3 separate regions of the Macaca mulatta genome follow, and regions 2 and 3 are each linked to region 1. A link is a contact called in public Hi-C data. All regions are on one chromosome and are shown on one strand. Each heading gives the region's core, a stretch centred on a gene start, on an enhancer-like site or on the middle of the called end of the contact. The rest is flanking DNA. Distances are from core to core; before and after follow the strand shown.

Region 1 (3,132 bases), core at 194-2,693:
TAGCTGAATACCACATATGTTTGACAGTAAGGAATCTGGGGTGGTGATCTCAAATCCTTACTAAACAGGTTGGCTATGTGGTGCTTTGGGTAAAACGTACTTCATATTTGATCCAGGTAGCTATGAAAATAATCTAGCATTTTATGTGCTTGTGCACTTTGAAGAGCGCTTATCTAACTTTTCCTCAAACCACTGATTTGTTATAGTACAGAGTTCATCTGGGGAACCAGTAAGCTCTTAAAAATAAGCTTTTTAATCAAAAGGACATTACTATTTTTCATTACAGCTGCCCGGTATAAAATTAGTATCCATATCGCGTCTGTAATTCAAATGCCTTTGTCTTCTTTCTTGTACCTAGTAAACGATTACAAAGGAAATGTCACTTCACCTAAGACTTAGTTGCCAAGGTTTTTTTTTTTTTTTTTTTTTTTAAAAGAGACATTTTTCTCAAAGTTGTTCTAACCACGCAGCGTTGTGCTGTTTCAAGTTGCTCAAACTGTGCCAGGAGGAAGCCCTTAACTGCTTAAAAGGCCAGGGACTGAAACGGAGTATTGCACAACCCTTCACCACCGGGCGGTTTCGCTTCCAAATCTGGCCTTCGTGTCATCCCAAGGCGGGAGCCGCTCCTCGCTCCACTGGAGCCAGCCCTATTCCCCCTTCAAAAGCAGCCGGGGTTTCCTCGTCCAAGCCTGGGGCGCCCCTCCCTTCGCCCAAGGTTCCCGTGAAAGCCGAGCCGCGCGGCTGCGAGGAGGCCCCATTGTCCAGCTGGAGAGACCGAGTCTCGGGGGGCGACTCTCGCACTCAAGTACCGCCGGTCCGGCAGACCAAAGGTCCGCGGGTCTCCGCGCCGCTCCCCTCCCCCGCGGCCCCATTGTCTGCCTCGCCCCGCCCCGGGGGACACGTGCGCCTGCAGCTTCCCGAGGAGGAGAGTGCGGGGCGGTGGCAGTGGCGTGGACACCGCCTGGAACGGCTACGCGGTCGCGGAGCCGGGGGCGGGGGCCCGGCGCGCACAGACCGGTGGGTGCCCTCCGGGAAGCGGCAGTCGCACTCAGCGCCCACAGCACTCTGCAACGCCAGCCCCGGACTGGGCAGGGATGGGGCGGGCGGGAGCTCGGTGGGGGTGGCGTGCGCGTGGTGTCGCGGTGGGGGTGGGGCGGGGCGGGGTGGGGAGATGCCAGTCTCCTGACAAAGGAGAACGAGTGGGACACGCTGAGCCGGCCCACCCCGCCTGGAGGGGAGCGGGAGGGGGAGTGTCGGGAGGGGAAGGGGCGGGCCTTTCATTCAGTCTCGGCCCCTCCGCCGCCGCCGCCGCCGGAGCGGAAGGGCGGGGTCTTGTGCCTCCCCCACCCCCCACCTAAGCGGTGAGGAGCGGGGAAGGCGGTGCGGCGTGGGGGGCGGAGCCCGCGGGCGCGCGTCCCGAGGCGTAGGCTACGTCGTCACGTCAGCGCGGGAGAGAGAAAGAGAGGAGCCGACTCGGCAGGGACTGGGGGACGGGGCCGAGAGTGCGAGCAAGCAAGGGAGGGAGTGAGGGAGCGTGCAAGCCAGAAGGGGAAAGGCGGCCACTCGTGCCTGAGCGACCGCAGAGGGGAGTGGGAGCGGTGGGGGAAAGGAAGGGGGGGCGGGAATAAGACAGGCTGAGAGAAGGCGGACAGAGGCTAGTGGTGGTGGTGGTGGTAGTGGGAGAAGGAGGAGCTGGAGGAGGGCAGGGGCTGAGGGAGTGAGTGAGTGAAGCGGACGCGCGAGAGAGGGGAGGGAAGGGAAGGGAAAGGAAGGGGGGGTCACGCGGGGGCGCGCGCGCGCACCGGGAGCGCGCTCGGAGGCGAGTGGAACTGGATCGGGTTTGCTGCCAGCGGCGTGAGCTTCGGCCGCCATTTTACAACAGCTCCACTCGCGCCGGACACAGGGAGCAGCGAGCACGCGTTTCCCGCAACCCGATACCATCGGACAGGATTTCTCCGCCTCAGCCCAACGGGGAGGTAACGACCGCCAGAACCCCGGTCTGGGAGGGGAGCTCCATGACATTGTGGAGTGAGCTGGGGGAGGGTGGCGCGGGGAGAAACCGGCTTTTCTGGAAAATGGATTCCAAGGGGGAGAAGAGCACGTTGACTGGGGCTGCCTGGGAGTAGGCCGCAGCCCGCGCCGCCACTTCCTCCTCTCCATGTGCTGCTGCGGTTCGGGCTTTGTCTGCGGCGCTCTGGGAGGAGGCGCCTCCACGGTCCCGTGGCCCGCACGGACCGCGAGCGGCTTCAGAGTTGGTGCTGTCGTGGCGGTCGCCGCGGCGCGGGAGTGGGCGGAGAGGAGTGGGTCTCGTCCCGCAGCCGTGCGGCGAGCTTGGGCGGTGCTCACAGTTCCGCGGGCGTTGGGCTGTTCACGGAACGCCCTCACGCTGCTGGGTTGCCGGGCCGGCGCCGCAGTCACTGCACGGAGGAGTAAGGGGTGGGGACCTGCACCGCGCGCCACGGGTCACGTCTCGGCCGGGCGGGCGGGCGGCCGGGGGTCGCCGGCGCCCGGGGAGCGCCCGGGGCGGAGAGCCATGTGTCACGGCGGAGACGGCAGCGCTGGGGGGCGGGGAGAGCCTGTGGCCTGGCGCCGCCACTGCCTCGGTGTTTAGGGGCGAGATTGTGCTGCTGCAGCTTTCTGGGGGCTCCGACTGCGGCTTCGGGTTGATGTTGGGAACCAGTGATGGTCGTCTTGGTTTGGGATTCGTTGGGTTTCCGTTGAAGGAAGTTGTAGGACATTGGAAGGCGCAGAGCACGTGTTTCTAATGGGCTCCTGGCGGCCGCAGTGGTGAGACTGCCGCTCTCGGTGCGGAGTCAGGGGCGGGCTTTGGGGTGCGGGGTTGAAGGGTGGAGAAATTGGGTGGTGGGAAGGTGGCTTGTATGAGCGCTTTGTTCTTCGCTGGCTGTTGTTACCGATCTATAAGCGGCAGGCGGGAAAAGCGCGCACTTTGGGGGTTTATCTTTGAGAGAGACGAGCCCAGTTTTGCTTTCTCCACACACACCTCATTTTCCGAACGGGCACAGCTGCATGTGACAAGCTGGCTCGTACCCGTGCTGATTGGGCTGTATTTGTAATATGGTTTTTCCTAGGGAGTGTTAGCAGGTGAGTCAGGGGAGGTGCTAAGGAAGAATA
Region 2 (3,496 bases), core at 325-2,824, 34 kb before region 1:
CCATGACCTCGTGATCTGACCGCCTCAGGCTCCCAAAGTCCTGGGATTACAGGTGTGAGCCACTGCACCCAGCCGCAACCTGTACTTTTGTATAAAAGTAGTTGATTAAGGCCAGGCATAGTGACTCACGCCTGTAATCCCAGCACTTTGGGAGGCCAAGGCGGGCAGATCACTTGAGGTCAGGAGTTCGAGATCAGCTTGGCCAACATGGTGAAACCCCATCTCTACTAAAAATACGAAAATTAGCCTGGCATGGTGGCATGAGCCTTTAATCCCAGCTACTTGGGAGGCTGAGGCAGGAGAATCGCTTTAACCCAGGAGGCGGATGTTGCAGTGAGCCAAGATCACGCCACTGCACTCCAGCCTGGGTGACAGAGCAAGACTGTCTCAAAAAACAAAATAAATAAAATAAAAACAAAAGTACAGTTTGGGAATTGTTGCTAATAGTTCATTAGTTTAATTGCTTCAATGAGAACATTAGCATTAAACACACTAAACTACTCTGGAACAATAGTAAGGTATACTCTTTGAGATATATCTTAATTCTGACTTGAATTTCATTGCTGATGGAGATTCTGAGTTTATACTACATTTCTTTTTCAAAAGTGAATGTACATTGACTAGCCCTTAAAAAAAAAAGAAAAAAGCAGCCAGGCGTGGTGGCATGCCTGTAATCCCCGCTACTCGGAAGGCTGAGGCAGGAGAATCGCTTGAGCCCAGGAGTTTAAGACCAGCCTAGGCACAGCAAGACCCCGTCTCAAGAGAAAGAAAGAGAAGGAGAGAAACGGAGGAAGGGAGAGAAAAACAAAGGAAGTAAGGGAGGGAGAGAGGGAGACAAACATTGTTCAGTTTGGCCACATGCCCAGAAATATTAGGATAGTTTTGAAATTCATGGACTTGTCCCCACATATTGATATAGCTCACTTTCTTGAAGGATGTTGTTTGCTTTCAATTCAATCTGTTCCTCAGGAGATTGAACCATACTGATAGACTAAGTGTGTGATGATTCAGAAATATACTAAGGTTTGCATTCATTTGTTCATTGAACAAATATCCTGAATGCCTACCATGTATAGGTACTATCCTAGGCACGAAAGATACAGTAGTGAACCAAACAAAAACCTCTGCTCTTGTGGAACTTACATTGTAGGTAGACGAGAAGGACATTATATAATAAATTATAAACTATGTTAAAAAATGAGAAGTGACACAAAAAATAGAATATGAGATATTGGGACTGGGTTTGGGGAGATAATTAGTATTGCAGTTTCAAATGGGGATTCTCTCATCTAAGAGGCAATTGAAGTAAATGGGGTTGACAGAATAGGCTTCAATGAAAAGGTGAGATTAATTAAGCAGAGATTTACATGTGTGCGTAGCTCAATCTCTCACCTAACAGAGGGTGAGAGATTGATCTGTGCATATATCTGGGAAAAGTGCATTTCCATAGCAGTGGCCCATAAGAAGGAGCATGCATAGTGAGAAAGGAAGCAAGGCATGCACCTTATGTAGGGCTTAATGTGTCATTGAAAGGATTTCACTCTTAGTCAAATGGGAACCACTGTGAAAGAAAACACAGAAACTCCAAGTATGATTCATACACATCAAAATCTACGAACCCTACCCCTAGGGCCCAGATTGTGGCCTCTAAATACCACTTACCACTAAAAGGAAATAGATCTGAGACAGGAAATGTACAAGATTAGCTTGTTGTACCTTGCTATAGCAGGTAGCAAGACTGTTAGAGTTGTGTTAAAAGAACTCAGGAGGCCAAGCACGGTGGCTCATGCCTGTAATCCCAGTGAGGACTTGAGGTCAGGAGTTCGAGACCAGCCTGGCCAACATGGTAAAACCCCATCTCTACTAAAAATACAAAAATTAGCTGGGCATGGTGGCGGGTGCCTGTAATCCCAGCTACTCAGGAGGCTGAGGCAGAAGAATCGCTTGAACCTGGGAAGCGGAGGTTGCAGTAATCTGAGATCTCACCACTGCACTCCAGCCTGGGTGACAGAGGGAGATCCATCTCAAAAGAAAAAAGGAACTCAGGAGTCAACTTGGAGAGTCTCTCACTTTCCAAAGATGGAAAATTTGACTATTATTGAGCTGTAATAGAGAAAAAGACATAAAATGTCTTCAAATCTATGAATTCAGAATGATGCTTTTAAAAACTGAATTTAGTAGTGTTAAAGGATGCTAATCATCAGTTTCAGAACTGCAAATAAAGGGACTTTCCAATACCAACTGTACTGACATAATCAAATAAAAAGTGATAAAAAGTTTGTCTTTATTGATATATTCCAGTTAACAATGAAAAAAGATTGGCGTAATTCGATCATCATTTTGCAACATTCTAATGAATTAATATATATAGGCAATAAATATCAACAACTGCTAACATCCAAAAAAGAGGTGATGAAATATTATATGTCCCTGAAGAAAGAATTTGACACTGCCTATTTCAGACTCTTGTCTGAAAACAATAAAAATGAATATGAATTTGATAAAGCCTCTGGATATAATTACCAATTTACAGATGACAGAGGAAAATGTTAAACTACATTACAGAGATACAATCAGCAAAATCCAGACTATGGAAAACTCTACAAATGATTTCTATAACAAATAAATTGCAAGGAAAGAAACCAACAAGAGATGAATGGGTAACCTATAAATCAGGAAACTGAGAAGATATATCAACATTCTCAATGTTTGCATCCCAGTTGGATTCTCATTCAATATTGTAAAAAAAAAAAAAAAGATAACATTTATGAGATACATGCTTAAATACAGGCTATTTCATGTTTCAAAAAATAATTGGGACTTTGTTAGGTGTGATAATGGCATTGTGGCTCTTTTTGTTGTTAAAGAGGCTGTATCTTTTAGACATACTGAGTTATTTATGGATGAAATGATTTGATGTCTGAGATTTGTTTCAAAATAATGCAGAAAACAAAGGAAGTGGTTGAAGGGTATAGATGAAACAAGATTAGCCTGAAGTTGATAATTGTTAATGTTGGATGATGGGCTCTTGGGAGTTTATTATACTCTTTCTCTATTTTTGTACTTGTTTGAAATTTATAGAATAAAATTTTTTTAATCTGTGAATTTTTTAAGTTGACTTAATTTCTAACAAGATACTGTGTTTCTTCACAATTTGATTTTATTGTGTTCTAGCTAGTGCTGTAACAGAACAGGGCCCTTTCCTGCTGCCACAAACATAGCCCACCTGTCCATATAGATATATAATGTCTTCATGATTCTACAGTGCTCTCATGTGTTCTCCTAGTGATTAAATTCAGAGTATTCCAGTCAGAGCATATGCTTTAGAGACACTTTACATGCATTAAATGAAATAATGCAGACCAGGTGAGGTGGCTCACGCCTGTAATTCCAGCACTCTGGGAGGCTGAGGTGGGCGGATCACTGGATGTCAGGAGTTCAAGTCCAGCCTGGCCAACATGGTGAAACCCCATCTCTACTAAAAATCTAAAAATAG
Region 3 (3,353 bases), core at 414-2,913, 50 kb after region 1:
AACATAATTTACCAGACAAGTTAATAATTTACATTATTTGTCATGAGATTAGGTTTTTAAAAAGTAATTTACAAAAGTGTAAAGCACTCAAGTCCATAGGAGGCACTTGATACATGTAGATCCACTCAACATACACCTCATATATTTTAGTATAAACAGATAATTCAAAGACGCTTAACTGCCAAAGTGAAATAAATGTTTAAATATGTATCTAGAAACATTTTTAAAAAGTGGTAAGCTTTCCTGTGATGTTACATTGTAGTCTTTTAAATGGTTTAGCCACAAACGGAAAAGTGTATTTGTGATGTTTAGACAATACCTAATCGTGAGGATCAGTGAAATTGTTTACTTTTATACACCACTGTGGAATTGGTACCACCATTTTGCAAAGCAGTTTGACTATCAAGAATATTTGTTTTTACACCCTTTGACCCAGTAATTGTATTAAAGTTGATTCTAAATAATTAGAAATGTGCATAGGTTTATGATCAAGTATGGTAATATCAGTGGACTTTAGTGGTTAGCAATAATGGAACAAAGGATGGTACATTCTGATAAAGGAAAATAATGCATCATTAAAGATCCATGTTTTTGTAATACGGTAAAATATTCATGAAACTACATACACCATTAAAAAAATTTGTTTCCCCACTTTGAAGGGTAAGATCCTAGGAAAGAGAGATGACAGGCGCAGGCTTTGTCCTTAGAACGTGTTCAAATCCCGGTTTTGTTAGTTTTATGATCCTAAGTTCCTCTGTCTCAGTAATTTACCTGTATAATGATTGAAACTATATTACTGTACCTATACCATGGGGTGAATGCATGAAGGTCAAATTAAAGTGCTTAGTGCCCCGCCTAAGTAAATTTTAGCGATAATAGTCTTACAGAAATAAAAATGTAGAAATGTGATGAATTAGTAAAGGGAAAACCCCATGAGACTCTATAAGACGGATTTTACCTAATCTGCCAACCTGCCTCGTCCAAGCACTCGGATTTTGGTTGGGTTCCCGAAGCCGGCGTGAATTGAGCTCTACCTTGCCCGTGAGCGCGCAAAAGAGATTTTGTTGGTGGGGTGGCGGCCTGGTGAGTTGTATTCTTTATTCTAGGGTTGTTTTACTCGCCACCCACCTGGCCCCCAACACGCCCCCTTTAAAATACCGACTCAAAGGTCCTCCCATCCCCCTCTCCCTTAGGCGTCACGCAAAGCTCGGACCTGGGCCGACCCGGAACCGAGTGTACGGTGAGGCGCGGAACGTTGCGGGGTCGGGGAAGCGCTATCACCCGCTCCATCCCTGTGCAGGTTCGTATCACGAAGACTACAGTTCCCAGCAGACTCCACGAGCTCCGGTTGCCTCTCAGGCAGCGCCCGGCGGCTACGGGAGGCTGTAATTTCTTCTGGGCTCGCCACAACCTTCTTCCCTCTCCTCCGCAATACAGCAGTTACCGGGTCCTGGGGCTGTCCTTTGATTTCCGGAAATGGCCAGTCGCCAGTGTTGTCAGAGTTTCCACGGAAGACTGCGCGCTACTCCGGCCAGGAGGGCGGAGCGGCGAGACGCTAGAGGCCGTGCGCTGGGTGACGACTTCGGGCACGTTCTACGGCCGTTCATCTGGTCGGCTGGGGACGGCGGCCGCGCACGCGCGGCGGGGGGCATGGGGCGTGGGGCTGGGCCCAGCCGGACGCGACCGCAACCTGCGGCGCCTGACTGCCGGTAGGCGGCTGTGTGTGTGCGCCGCCGAGTCGGTGGGGCGGGGACGCGAGGTGTGGATGGGGGCTCTCCTTGACCTCTGGCTTAGCTAGTAGCGCAACCTCGGCCTCGCAGTTACGGAGATGGTGCCCTGGGTGCGGACGATTGGGGAGAAGCTGAAGCAGCGGCTGCGGCTGGACGTGGGACGCGAGATCTGCCGCCAGTACCCGCTGTTTTGCTTCCTGCTGCTCTGTCTCAGCGTCGCCTCCCTGCTTCTTAACAGGTAACGCCGCAGCGCGGAGCCGGGGCGGCGGCTTTTCTCCGAAGCTGCGGACTCCCGGCCAGTGCTGCTTAACCGTGCAGAAACCGCGTAGCTGCGGGACTGGGGTCCAGTGGGGAGAGCGAGCTCCGCAGAGGAGCGGCCTCGGGGAGCTCGGCCGAGCGTTGGGGCCGGAAGCACAGGCCGGTGGGGTGGGGTTGATTGCCTCCTTTCCCGAGGCTGCTTCGTCTCCTGAGCTACCTTTTTCTCATCCATTTCTCAAAACGAGTCCTTCATCTTCGTTGCTTTTCAAAAGTGAAATCCGTGTGTCGACTCAAATTGAGACTGTACAGAGACAGTCAAGTCAGCTCACGGAGGAGGTTTCGATCGTAGCCGCAATTTTAGGCAAAATCCGCACACCCCCAGCGCGTTCTTCCATCCCCCCACTCCCCACACCCTCAGCTTGCAGCTGAAGCTTTTCCCGCAGTATTGTTGAATAAAACAGACGGCCATAAAGATTTGTTGGACAGAAATCAGAAAGCAAAGTGGTACCTGTCGCAACGTCCCTAGAATATTCTTAAGAGGACTTGATGCCCCCTCCCCCACCACAAAAAACCTGAAATATTCCGAAAGGTTAAAGTTGGTAAATTCAGTTGACATTTTGAAGTCAGAAGATTCTGCCCTCGAAAGAGACTTGTTTTCCTTAATTTTGCTGTTTCAAGAAATTGTTGCGATGCAATTGGTAGTATAGGAGACTTTTCCATTAAAATTAACACCAGATTTGCTTTTGGTGGAAGAAAATCTGAGAGTTGTCATTGACATTACTGTTTTCTCTGATGTTTTGAACAGACAGCCATTCTTACTCTATCTTTTTTTTTTTTTTTTTTTTTTTTTTTTTTTTTGAGACGGAGTCTCGCTATGTCGCCCAGGGTGGAGTGCAGTGGCCGGATCTCAGCTCACTGCAAGCTCCGCCTCCCGGGTTTTTACGCCATTCTCCTGCCTCAGCCTCCCGAGTAGCCGGGACTACAGGCGCCCACCACCTCGCCCAGCTAGTTTTTTGTATTTTTTAGTACAGACGGGGTTTCACCGTGTTAGCCAGGATGGTCTCGAACTCCTGACCTCGTGATCCGCCCATCTCGGCCTCCCAAAGTACTGGGATTACAGGCTTGAGCCACCGCGCCCGGCCTACTCTTTATCTTAAGGTAGTTGATTCCCAAGGATAGCAACGGAGGAATGCACAAGGAATTTGGTAGCTTCATTTTTCTCTGGCATAACCGTTATTTGTGACTATGTTGAAGTTGGAGTTCTTCCTTAGAAGTGGCCTTGCTTTCTTGTTGATTCTTGGTTTAAATATTATTGAGCTTAAATAGTAGTTGATGTTTTACTGAGAAGTGTGCTTTGTAATGGTG

The links. A called contact is a pair of places that touch in the nucleus more often than the background predicts.
Region 2: a contact with region 1 is called in a Hi-C map of blood, with 3 times the contacts expected there. The contact joins the enhancer-like site here to the promoter of SYNCRIP in region 1. A contact is called at or near these places in 7 of 14 Hi-C or Micro-C datasets (CD4 T cells, blood, cortical neurons and 4 more).
Region 3: a Hi-C map of liver shows a contact between it and region 1, with 1.9 times the contacts expected there. The contact joins the promoter of SNX14 here to the promoter of SYNCRIP in region 1. A contact is called at or near these places in 4 of 14 Hi-C or Micro-C datasets (CD4 T cells, fetal cortex germinal zone, fetal cortical plate and 1 more).

The regions. Positions count from the first base shown.
Region 1 is chr4:100,191,476-100,194,607 of T2T-MMU8v2.0, forward strand. It overlaps SYNCRIP (synaptotagmin binding cytoplasmic RNA interacting protein), which reads left to right and starts at 1,444. Exons shown (of 11, transcript NM_001193845.2): 1 at 1,444-1,976.
Region 2 is chr4:100,157,492-100,160,987 of T2T-MMU8v2.0, forward strand. It overlaps the pseudogene LOC144340611. Among named protein-coding and RNA genes, the nearest start is that of SYNCRIP, 34 kb to the right of the region's middle. Within about 2 kb of position 1,575, at least 4 of the 40 cell types and tissues checked have an H3K27ac peak or open chromatin away from gene starts, as enhancers often do. A contact at or near this core is called in blood, where this site is marked.
Region 3 is chr4:100,241,741-100,245,093 of T2T-MMU8v2.0, forward strand. It overlaps SNX14 (sorting nexin 14), which reads left to right and starts at 1,664. Exons shown (of 29, transcript NM_001257900.1): 1 at 1,664-1,968. The coding sequence starts at 1,829.